2 separate regions of the Pan troglodytes genome follow, and region 2 is linked to region 1. Evidence: chromatin contacts called from public Hi-C data. All regions are on one chromosome and are shown on one strand. The core of a region is the stretch at or near the end of the contact, and the rest is flanking DNA. Distances in the headings are between cores, read along the strand shown. Region 1 holds the start of LOC134808491. Region 2 holds the start of SPG21 (SPG21 abhydrolase domain containing, maspardin).

Region 1 (5,982 bases), core at 3,264-5,763:
AGTTAAAAGCCCTCAATGCCTCCCTAAGACTATTCATCTTAGAATAAAACCCACAGTCCTTACCATAGCCTGAAGTCAATTCCCCTTCTGTGCACTGTGACCTCAAGCCTACTGCTCTCCCTTGCTCACTAAGCTTCTGTCACACTGGCCTCCTTGATGTTTCATAATACCCAAAGCCCTTTCTTGTGCCAGAGTCTTTGCACTTGCTCTTTCCTTTGCAGGAAATGCCCTCCCCCTTCCTCCCCACCTCTTTGTGTGGCTGTCTTTTTTGTCATCATTTAGGTCTCAGCTGAAATATCCACTCTTCAGAAAGGCTTCCCCCACCACACATACCATATCTAAAAATGGGCTCCCCCAGTTTCTATTTTTTTTTTTTTTTAGACGGAATCTCACTCTGTCGCCCAGGCTGGAGTGCAGTGGTGCAATCTCCGCTCATTGCAACCTCCACCTCCCGGGTTCAAGCAGTTCTCTGCCTCAGCCTCCCAAGTAGCTGGGATTACAGGTGCCTGCCACCACGCCTGGCTAATTTTTGTATTTTTAGTAGAGACGGGGTTTCACCATCTTGGCCAGGCTGGTCTTGAACTCCTGACCTCAGGTGATCCACCTGCCTCGGCCTCCCAAATTGCTGGGATTATAGGTGTGAGCCACCACACCCAGCCACAACAGGTATTTTTTGAATGGATGAATCAATGAATAAAGAAACCACTCCAAGTCCTGATCCCTCTATCTCTTTTCTAGCTCTTGAATCTATCCTCCACATCTTCGTAACCACTGCTCTGGTTCAGTGGTTCAGCAAGTTGCATTACATCCAACTTGGATTTCTGGAATAATCTACTCAATGGACTACCCTGTCTTTCTTGCCCATATTGCAGTCATGAAAATGAGCTTGTAAGATGAAAATGAGATTGTGTCATACCTCACTTCAAGCTTCAGTAGCCCCCTGCTACTTGCAGGAGGAATTTCAATCCCTTAGGTCAGCACTCAAGGCCTTTAGTGCTCTGGCTCCTGCTGCCTCGTTGGCGGCATCTGACCGAATTCGCCTTCCCCATCCTGCCCCCAACACATATGACCACATAAAGACTGCCTACAATTCACCTAACAAGTCAGGATATTCTACAAGTTCTCACTTTTGTGAGATGTTCTCTTGTCCTGAACTTTCCCTCCGCCCCTATCCAACTAACCCTGCTGGAATACAACTCAACCCCTCCTCTGGGAGCCACTCTCACCACACACCATGTACTTTTTCATCAGAGTCCTTCTCAGGGCTGGGTACCATGTCTGAGGTCTATAATCCCAGCACTTTGGGAGGCCAAGGTGGGAGGATTACTTGAGCCTGGGAGGTTGAGACTGCACTGAGCTGTGATTGCACCACTGCACTCCAACCTGAGTGACGGAGCAAGACCCATATTATTATTTTTTTAAGTGTCCTTATCAGGACTTTTCTACCTTCCTGCTAGTTTGGTTCATCAGCTCTCCAAGGCAGGACCTAGATCTTACGTGGTGTGGTCACACGATGCTGCCCAAAGGAGTCATGTGGAGTCAGGCAGGGTTTGAATCCAGTCAAGTGGCCTTAACCAGGTCATCTAACTTCTTCAAGCCTCAGGTTCCTGATCTGTTCAATGAGGATAACAATTGTATCTATTTCATGGATACTTTCGTGAGGATTAAATGAGATATAGGGAGAGTTTAGAATAGTGAGTAGATAACAGGGGGCCTTACATTCTTTTCAGTGAATAATTGTAGGATGATGCCTTAGAAAGCACCCCCACTTAAGGGGCACTCAGTACACTTTGCAGAATGATTAAATGGTACACACACAAAACAGACCCCCACACCTCCCAAACCTTCAATGACTTCCCATTGCCCTGAGGTTAAAATGTGGTCTCCTCCACACAACCTACAAGGCCCTCTCTGCACAAAGCTGTCTGCTTTTCCAGACTGGCCGCCCTACATACACATGCTGTGCTGTTCATGCCTCCATGCCATTGATTACACGCTGTCCCCTCTCCCTAGAATGCCTGTCCTACCCCTTTGTCCTGGTTCTGGTGCCCCTTCTCTGTGCATTTACCTTCTCATTTAACACTCGGCATTCTCATCTTCTTACATGCCTTTCTCCCCAGTAGAGGACAGGGATCCTGAGCTCTGCCGTTATCTCCCAGCCACTATTGTAGGGACTGACAGACAAAGAAAATAAAATATGTGTTGAATGAAAGCACACAGTATAGAGGCAAAACCAGAGGGTTTTTTGAGCTAGATGGGAAAACTGAGGCCAGAGTAGTTCTCAATGGCTCATTCCTCAAAATGACAGAACTATTTGGATGTCAAACCAACCTGTCCTCACTGCTCTCTCCCTACAAAGGGCTGCTTCTGCGTAACAAAATGAATTTCCCCAGGGTCTCTGGTCTGCTGCAGGTGGAGCATGAGTTTCCAGATACAAGATCTTCTGAGTCCTTGATCATTGGAGTAGAATGCTGCACAGCTCTGCAGATTGAGGGAATAAAACCATGTGGTGGCTGAAAGAGGTTGCTACATATACAGACTATCTCAGATCCTCAGCCTCAATTTTCCTTCATCTTTCCTTCCTTTCTTTCTCTCTTTTTCTTTCCTTTCTTTCTTTCTCTTTTCCCTCCTTGCGTCCCTCCCTCCCTCCCTTCTCTCTCTCTCCCTTTTTTTTTTTGACAGAGTTTCACTCCTGTTGCCCAGACTGGAGTGCAATGGCGTGATCTCAGCTCACTGCAACCTCCGCCTTTCGGGTTCAAGCGATTCTCCTGCCTCAGCCTCTCAAGTAGCTGGGATTACAGGGATGCACCACCTCGCCTGGCTAATTTTGTATTTTTAGTAGAGACGGGGTTTCTCCACGTTGGTCAGGTTAGTCTGAACTCCCGACCTCAGGTGATCAGCCTGCCTCAGCCTCCCAAAGTGCTGGGATTACAGGTGTGAGCCACCGCTCCCGGCTCTCTTTTCTTTCCTTCCTTCCCTCCCTCCTTCCTTCCTCTCTCCTTCCTTTTTTCTTTTCTTTCTTTCCTTCCTTCCTTTCTTTTCTTTTTCTCTTTCCTTTTTTCCTTCCTTCCTTTCTCTTTCTTTTCTTTTTCTCTTTCCTTTTTTCCTTCCTTCCCTCCCTCCTTCCTCTCTCTCTCCTTCCTTCCTTCCTCTTTCTTTTCTTTTCTATTCTTTCTTTTTCTTGACCAGTGTTATAATATCAGCCTCAATTTTCTTCATTCCTTTAGATAAAGGATCCCAGGCCTAGGCATGAGGGAGAAGTGTACCTGCATCTCCTTTCCCCTTGGCCTGGGAGCCCCAGGCTGCCCTTTTCCATACAGGGCTAGAAGTAGCCTGGGAGCCTGAGGGCTGGCAGAAGGCCGTGAAAGGGGAGCTTGGTCGCTGGCACAGCCGCTGCTATGGCAGCCAGAGCCGAAGAAGGTTACCATTGATCTCACATGCACTTAATTTTCCCTTCCTTGGCATGGGACGGGGTTGACCAGGAGAGCTAAGGGGGAGTATGCGTGTGTGTGTGAGAGGGGAGCGGTGCTGCAGGCTGCGATGCAGCCAGTTACTTTCTCTCTCTGGGCCTCAGTTTCTCCAGTGTAAAATGAGGGCGTATGGTATAACTAAAATCATTACTCTCTGCTGGTCCCCACACTCCCACTCTCCAGTAAGGCTGTCAGGGCTGCAAGCTCACCGCGGGATCGGGGGGATGGTCGACCCTCAGATACGGGAGGGATTGAGCGATGCCCAAGGAGAGCAGGAGAACACTGCGCTTGGAGACCCCTGAGAGCCAGGGGCGGGCCGCCCCCTGAAGGGACCCCGGAGTCCCGACTCTCAGCTCCAGCTCTTCCTGTGACACCACCCTCCGGACAGAGACCCAAGCTCCAGGCCCGGCCCCGCCCAGAGGTTCCAGGGAGAAGACCAGGCCACCGCCCACTGCCCGGCGTCGGGGAGGAAAGAGGAGGAGCCTCTGTATGCCCACATCTCTGGCCGCCCAGGGCAGCTCGGCTCGGTCTCGCAACCCCAGCCCACTGGTTCGGAAGACTTCAAAGGCTCCACCGCCAGCGCCCCCAGCGCTCACTCTGTGCGCCCCACCCCAGCCCTGCCCGCGCGCCGCTCCCGCCACCCTCGCCTCAGTCTCTGGGCCGGAAGCCCCCTCCCCTCCCCCGCCGCAGCCCCCTCCTAGTCCCTCTCCCTCCGCCGATGCAGGAAACCTTCTCCGCCCTCTTCCTCCAGTTGCATCTCCGCCCGGCTCCTCCGTCCAGTCTCCAACCCAGGCCCCGCCCCTCCCCACCCATTTCCCGCCCTGGGCCGGGCCCCCGGCCCCACCGCCCCCTCCCCGGCCCCGCCCCGGCCCCCGGAAGCCTCACCCCGCCCCCGGCCCCGCCCCCCCGAAGTTTCTTGGGCCCCCGGCAGCCGGCGGGACAGAACGCGGAGAGTCGCCGCCTGGCCGGCGTAGACGCGGTGGCAGAGCCCGCGCGGCGCTGGAAGCGAGTGGCGGAGCGGCGGGACCTCGGCGGACTCGCCATGGAGGAGGAGGTGAGGGCGGGGCCCGGCGGGGCGTTGGGCTGGGGTCCTCGAGCCCCTCACGGGGATTGCGGTCCTGGGCTCAGGCCCTCGTTCCTGCCCGCCCCACTCCCGCCAGTCTCACCTCAGGAAGAGCCTGGGCAAATGGGGCAGGGGCGAGGGGCTGGATCCATATCGGGGACTTCGCAGACCGCGTCCTCCTTCATTCTCGCTGACTTTCTCACCAGTTGTGGGGCGTCGTGGTTGTTACTGTTCCCATTGGATTGACCAGGAGACTGAGACTCCAGCGAGTTTGATGACTTGCTGAAAGTGGCCTGGGTGACTGGGCTCGAACCCCGATTACCGTGGTCGGATCCTGACTCTGTGTGTGTGTGTGTGTGTGTGTGTGTGTGTCGGATCCTGACTGTGTGTGTGTGTGTGTGTGTGTTGGGGGGTTCCTGTCTCAAGGATCGGATCCTGACTCTGTGTGTGTGTGTGTGTGTGTGTGTGTGTGTGTGTGTTGGGGGGGTTCCTGTCTCAAGGATGTGACCATGCTTTGGTGGCAGGAGGATTGGAGAAGTTGCTTTTTTCTCCCTTGTATAAGTCTCTGTATCTTCCCCCACTCTCTCCCCGCTCCACATCCATCTGAGCAGCTAGCTGTAGGGAAGGAATCGGGAGTCCGGCCCACCTAGGGTCTGATCTTAGTCCCTGCCTTCCCCACCCGAGGGCTGGACCAACTGTGTCCCTGGAGCCTCCTTCTAACCACTCAGAACACTCTTGGCCTGGGATTGGGTCTTGCCCCTGCCCCTGCCCTTTACTTGCAAACTCAGTTCTGCCAGCAGCCGCTTTATCCGAGGGTCCAGCACGCAGCAAGCACTTAATATATGCCTGTGGAATGATTAAGTTAAAATGAGGGGCCTGTTGGGTCTAGAGGAAGGTGAATTTGTTTCTTATCCCCTGAGGGGGTCCCAGCTTCAGCCCCTCTCAGCCCAAGGGAAGGGGCATGTCTTTGCCTCCTTGGATGGGGAGGAAAGATGAAGTTCTCTGCCTTGGGGGAACCCTGGCCAGCTGGGAAGCCCTGAGTGGACCGGACTGCCTGTGTCCCTTCAGTGCCCACCTCCCACTTTCCCAGGGCCATGGATAGGAGCAGCTAGTGGTCCGTCAGGGCTCCCTCTAGGCCAGGCCCTGCCTTTCTGTGGGATGGTAGATAAGTCACTTCCCCTCTCAGCCTTCATTTCCTCTTCTACAAAATATAGTGCCTGTCCTCCTCATACTCCTGGCCTGACAGTGGCCCGTTCTCTCAGTGGGTGAAGGTAGGGGGCAAAGTCAGGCCTCTGTGATTTGCTGCGGTTTCTTTCTGGCTGTTAGGTGGGGCTGCCATCTGCCTGCCCCAGGCCCCTGCTGCAAGGGCTGGGCTCTCTGGCCAGGGCTCCTCCCCTGCTCCCAGAGGATGTGGGTCAGGATTACTCCATCTCCTGATCTGCTCTGGCC
Region 2 (5,492 bases), core at 1,436-3,935, 150 kb after region 1:
ACTCCGCTGTGACTAAATTTTTGTAGAGACAAGTAAGTTTAACACTTGTGCTAGTTTGGCAGTACATGAAAGGTAAAATGGATACCAAATGTTGCATCTGACCAACTGACGTCTAAGTGAAAAAAAGATCACTGCTGCAAAGGGAAAACAGCTGTGAGTGGTATGAATAGGAAAGTTTGTTCTCCTAGCTCTCTTTCATCCACCAAAGGGGTATACTTTTCCAAATCATAAGAGGAATATTCTGTATATGGCAAAGGTTAACTGAGATTGTGACCAAACTGGTCAGTACTGAATAAGAAAGAATGTGGACCATGAGCTCAAAACTGATTTGATCTCTCATGATTTTGTTCTTCACAAAAACAAAAGCACCTGTTCATGCTGGTGGGAAAAGAGCCACAATATTAGCCTTAATCTTGCCTAAGGAAAGCCCTCTTCAGGGTGTGCTGTGGACTCCCTGTCTTCTCTGGCCCTTGTGCTGCTGGACAATAAAAACTGCCAGTTGTGGCTGGGTGCAGTGGCTCACGCCTATAATCCCAGCACTTTGGGAGGCTGAGGCAGGTGGATCACCTGAGGTCAGGAGTTCGAGACCAGCCTGGCCAACATGGTGCAGCCCCGTCTCTACTAAAAATACAAAATTAGCTAGGCGTGGTGGCACATGCCTGTAATCCCAGCTACGCAGGAAGCTGAGGCAGAAGAATCACTTGAACCCGGGAGGCAGAGGTTGCGGTGAGCCAAGATCGCGCCATTGCACTCCAGCCTGGGCAACGAGAGCGAAACTCCATCTCAAAAAAACAAACAAAACAACAACAACAAAAACAAATCAGCTGGGCGCGGTGATGGGCGCCTGTAATCCCAGCTACTTAGGAGGCTGAGGCAGGAGAATTGCTTGAACCTGGGTGGCGGAGGTTGCAGTGAGCTGAGATCACACCACTGCACTCCAGCCTGGGCGACAGAGTGAGACTCTGTCTCAAAAAACAAACAAACAAAAAAACCTGCCAGTTGTGACTATGCCCCTATCCCTCATGGCTTCAACAGAACCTGCCAATTTAAAGTCAACAAAATCACCTTTATCAATGTTTAAGTCACATAACCAGCATAATTAGAGGTTTCTGCTACTTTATTTCAATCTATAGTTGATGTGCATTATGGACAATCCGTGCTTATAAATACTAGCCATAACAAAATATTAGAAGCTGAGAGTCTCTGGGAGATGCAACTGGCTTTTTAATGCACGTCTCCATCCCTCACCACAGAAGTACACAGCTATCCTTTTCTTAGATCTCTTCAGGGGAGATCTATCCCTCTTTCCTTCATTGCATTATCTCTAAACCTTACAGGAGGAAAAGCTCCCTAACTGACATCTGTGACATCTCTCCTCATGCTCTTGGTAAAAAAGCTTTTGGAATTTGGACACAGCTATTAAGTTACTCCTCAGTGGCCAGTCGCGATGGCTCACGCCTGTAATCTCAGCCCTTTGGGAGGCCGAGGCGGGCGGATCACGAGGTCAGGAGATCGAGGCCATCCTGGCTAACACGGTGAAACCCCGTCTCTACTAAAAATACAAAAAAATTAGCCGGGCGTGGTGGCGGGCGCCTGTAGTGCCAGCTACTCGGGAGGCTGAGGCAGGAGAATGGCGTAAACCCAGCAGACAGAGCTTGCAGTGAGCTGGGATGGCGCCACTGCACTCCAGCCTGGGCGACGGAGCGAGACTCCGTCTCAAAAAAAAAAAAAAAAAAAAAAAAAAGTTACTCCTTAATTTGTTGAATCTTTGTGCCAAAAGGAGCTGAACCAGTGTAGGTGGAGACAAAGGAAGCAGCATAAATGTCTAACTTATAACTCCCCAGGAAAACGAGAAGAGGAAAAATGAGACACTCCGGTCCCGCTCTGTTCCTCATCCCCCGTTTACAAACCTTACACCTGGCCCACACTCAGCAACAACAAAGACATCTATCACTTTCGGGCCGAGGTCCTGTCTCCAAAATTACTGGCCTCTGCTCAGAGTTCTTAAAAGTTTGCTGAGAAAAAAAAAAAAGAAAGAAAGAAAGAAAGAAATGTTCCTGGGCTGCAGTCGTGTAGCCCCAGGATGGGTTTACAGGAGGATGCCCCGGTTAAGCCCTCTGCCGCCCCCACCTCCCGCTGGAGACTCACACACAGCTCCCCGCCAGTCCCACCGGTGACAGCCACACAAAGGCAGGGTCACAAGCACACCGACCACCCCACAGCCCAGATTCGGCCCCAGACACACACTCACAAGGGCACGTGATCACGTGCGTGGTCACATGGACCGGCCCACTCAGAACACACTCACAAAGTCACACCAACCAAGGCAGCCACGCGCCACACACACACCTGCAACCCCGCATACCGCACACCCAGCCGCTTCCCAGGGCTTCGCCCACCCTCACCTGCCGTGGCCGCCCCCACGTTCCTTCCCCTCCTTCAGGAGGCCGCTCTTCGCTCCAGTACGAGCGCGGGCCGTGGAGGCGGCTGGGCCCGGGTCGGGGCGGGCGGCGGAGCACTCGGGACCCACGGGCACAGCAGGCTGCGCGGGGCGTGCGGGAGGCCGGCCTCTGAGGGGCGGGGCGCGTGGCCGAGCGAGCTTGGGCCGCCGCGCTCCCCCCGCCCGACCGCCGCTCAGCTGGCGCGAGACTCCCGCTTCCGGGTTCTCAGAGGGCGGGGCCACGTCGCGAGGAAGGGGCGGTGCTGCGTGGCCCCGGCGGTCGCCACGGCGACGGGCGCGTGGGGAGGCTCCGTGGGATCCTTGGCTGCGGCTGGCGAGAGGAGAGGGCTGAGTTACGTCTGGGTCAGCCTTAGTTCTGCCCTACGTACCTAGGAGGAGGAGGAGGTGGAGGAGGCGCCTGGCCCCTTGGGACCTGCTTCTTTCAGTTCGCGTTTTCTCTGTCGTGTACAGCTTTGGAGGGACACCTTTGGGTTCCAGGCTTTGATGAACACAACTTTGTATACTCTTTTCTTAGGAACATTTTTTTTCCTTTGGCACAACCGTAGACGCTCTCCGTAGTCCTCCACTCAAAGCCTCCACTTCCTTTTTGACGTTCTGGGGATTTCTGGGAACATACGCCCACCCATCTTCCTGTTCCTTCATCACTTTTCCCTTAAAATCAGAGAGACTATTAATACATTTGTTATCATTGTTCTTAAGGTGTTGCAGACGTCACGTCTTAAGGTGTTCCAGACGTCACGACTCCTTTTTTATTAGTAAAATATTTCTGAAATTATGATAAGGTGAATAACATGTAAATCTCCTTGTTTTGAATTTTTTTTTAGGGATCCTGCAACAAGGTCCTGTTGAAAGGGCCTCTCTCTAATATGTTTTAGGGAAAGCTTGTACCCTGTTTTAGGGCCTGTAGACTTTGCCCTTACCTAGGCAACTGTTTATGGGATTAAGGTCAGGGAAGATTCCAACTAAATTGCATCCTACTTAGTTATCACTTCTGTCCCCTGGCCCAGGAGCCTTGGGTTCCACTCTGGAACTTGGACAAATCCCAAAAGCATTTTCCAAAAGCACGGTGTCATACTTACCTTTTTCTTTCTTTCTTTCTTTCTCTAAATCACTTCTTTCGGGGTTGCAACTCAGTCGCAGGAATTCATCTTTTATTGTAAGCACCACATAGATGTATAGAGCACGTTTCCGTGGAGTATTTTAAGTTGGGGGCCTTTTCTCCAATATTTGGAATCGTTTAATGGGTGGAATAACTTGCAAACTACTGGTTGTCTCTGAAACTGGTTATGGATATTCATTACATTAGTTGTCTATTTTCCCAGGTGGTCTCGAAGCTTCAATCTAGAGCAAAGGGAATAGAGTGATTCAACCAGTCCATTAGCACATGATTAGCCCATAAATAATAGGTACTAAATGTATATTGATTGTAATCCCAGCACTTTAGGAGGCCAAGGTGGACGGATCGCTTGAGCCCAGGAGTTCGAGACTAGCCTGGGCAACCTGGGAGACCCTGTCTGTACAAAAAAATACAAAAATTAGCCGGGCGTGGTGGCGCACGCCTGTAGTCCCCGCTACTCAGGAGGCTGAGATGGGAGAATCTGTTAAGCCCAGATGTCGAAGCCACTGCACCACACCCTAGGTGACAAAGCGAGAGACCTCGTCTGCTCCCACCAAAAAACTATATTGAATGAATTAATGAGTGGAATAAATAAATATATCCCCATTTCCACATTTGTTCCTAAAACTGTATTCCTTAGACCCCATCCCTAGACCCCATTTAGTAACAGCTTTAATGAGACCTAGTCTATGGATATACCCGTATGTTAAAAGTCATTGTTCTGTTAGTGTGGTAGTAAACTTTGACAACTGACAATAAAAAAAATCACTATGTAGATATGTTTTGTTACATATCAACTTTAATTACAATGTAGACCAATCCAAAAATAATAAAGTTTTACTTCTTTCAGAAAGGGAACCCATGGTCATGTTTGTGTCCTCAGTTGTTCCATAACACATGGCAAGCACATTGTCCCTTTCCTAATCCCAACAAAGAACATTTAATATCTGTGAATTCCAGCTAAATTGTAATGCACAAATGCAGGCAGCAAACTTTTGATTCAGGCAGGTCCCAGTGCAGGCTGACCTGGTAGACATGGCTGTAAGGATTTGCAGCTGTTGTGGCTGGGGTCTGCCAGATGGTTCCCACAGCACCAATTCATCTGTGAGAATCTCACAGAAAAACTGGAATGTTCACAAAATATGCTGTGAACACCAAGCAAAGTAAACAGATGGCCAGCTGGCTCTCAGAATTACCCAAACCCGAGCTCTGTCCCTCTTAATTTATCTTTTCACAGGATAATATTTGTTTGAAAACACACAAAATAATCCCAGATCCAGAAATATCCCTATGCATGTGTATACATAAGTGAATGCACTTTTTATTTTTTGAGACGGAGTCTTGCTCTGTTGCCAGGCTGGATTGCAGTGGCACATCTCAGCTCATTGCAACCTCCGCCTCCCGGATTCAAGCGATTCTTCTGCCTCAGCCTCCCGAGTAGCTGGGTCTACAGGTGCCTGCCACCACACCCAGCTAATTTTTGTATTTTTAGTAGAGACGGGGTTTCACCATGTTGGCCAGGATGGTCTCGATCTCTTGACTTCGTGATCCTCCCGCCTCGGCCTCCCAAAGTGCTGGGATTACAGGCGTGAGCCACTGCGCCCAGCTGTGAATGCACTTTTTAAAATGTTTGGAGAGGTATGTACCAAGCAGCTAAGTGATTACCTCGGAGGAGGAACTGGGGATGGAGGGAGTGGTGAAGAACTTTGACTTTGGATTTAATAGTTGAGTTTATATTAAAATGTATTCATATATTATCTGTGTGATCAAAATGATTAAAAACAGCCAGGCATAGTGGCTCATACCTGTAATCCCAGCACTGAGGGAAGCCCAGGCGGGTGGATCACCTGAGGTCAGGAGTTCGAGACCAGCCTGGCCAACATGGCAAAACCCCCATCTCTACTAAAAATACAA

Evidence for each region. A called contact is a pair of places that touch in the nucleus more often than the background predicts.
Region 2: a contact with region 1 is called in a Hi-C map of stem cell-derived neural progenitor cells, with 1.9 times the contacts expected there. The contact joins the promoter of SPG21 here to the promoter of LOC134808491 in region 1. A contact is called at or near these places in 1 of 7 Hi-C or Micro-C datasets (stem cell-derived neural progenitor cells) and 1 of 1 datasets of contacts at active chromatin or transcription factors (stem cell-derived excitatory neurons).

The regions. Positions count from the first base shown.
Region 1 is chr16:56,825,253-56,831,234 of NHGRI_mPanTro3-v2.0_pri, forward strand. It overlaps LOC134808491, which reads right to left and starts at 4,514. Exons shown (of 5, transcript XM_063794426.1): 1 at 4,356-4,514; 2 at 3,680-4,087; 3 at 2,332-2,481; 4 at 2,069-2,174; 5 at 676-1,612. The coding sequence starts at 4,514. The coding sequence ends at 2,338. PLEKHO2 (pleckstrin homology domain containing O2) reads left to right here and starts at 4,371. Exons shown (of 6, transcript XM_016928365.4): 1 at 4,371-4,524. The coding sequence starts at 4,513.
Region 2 is chr16:56,974,617-56,980,108 of NHGRI_mPanTro3-v2.0_pri, forward strand. It overlaps SPG21 (SPG21 abhydrolase domain containing, maspardin), which reads right to left and starts at 2,686. Exons shown (of 13, transcript XR_010151740.1): 1 at 2,406-2,686.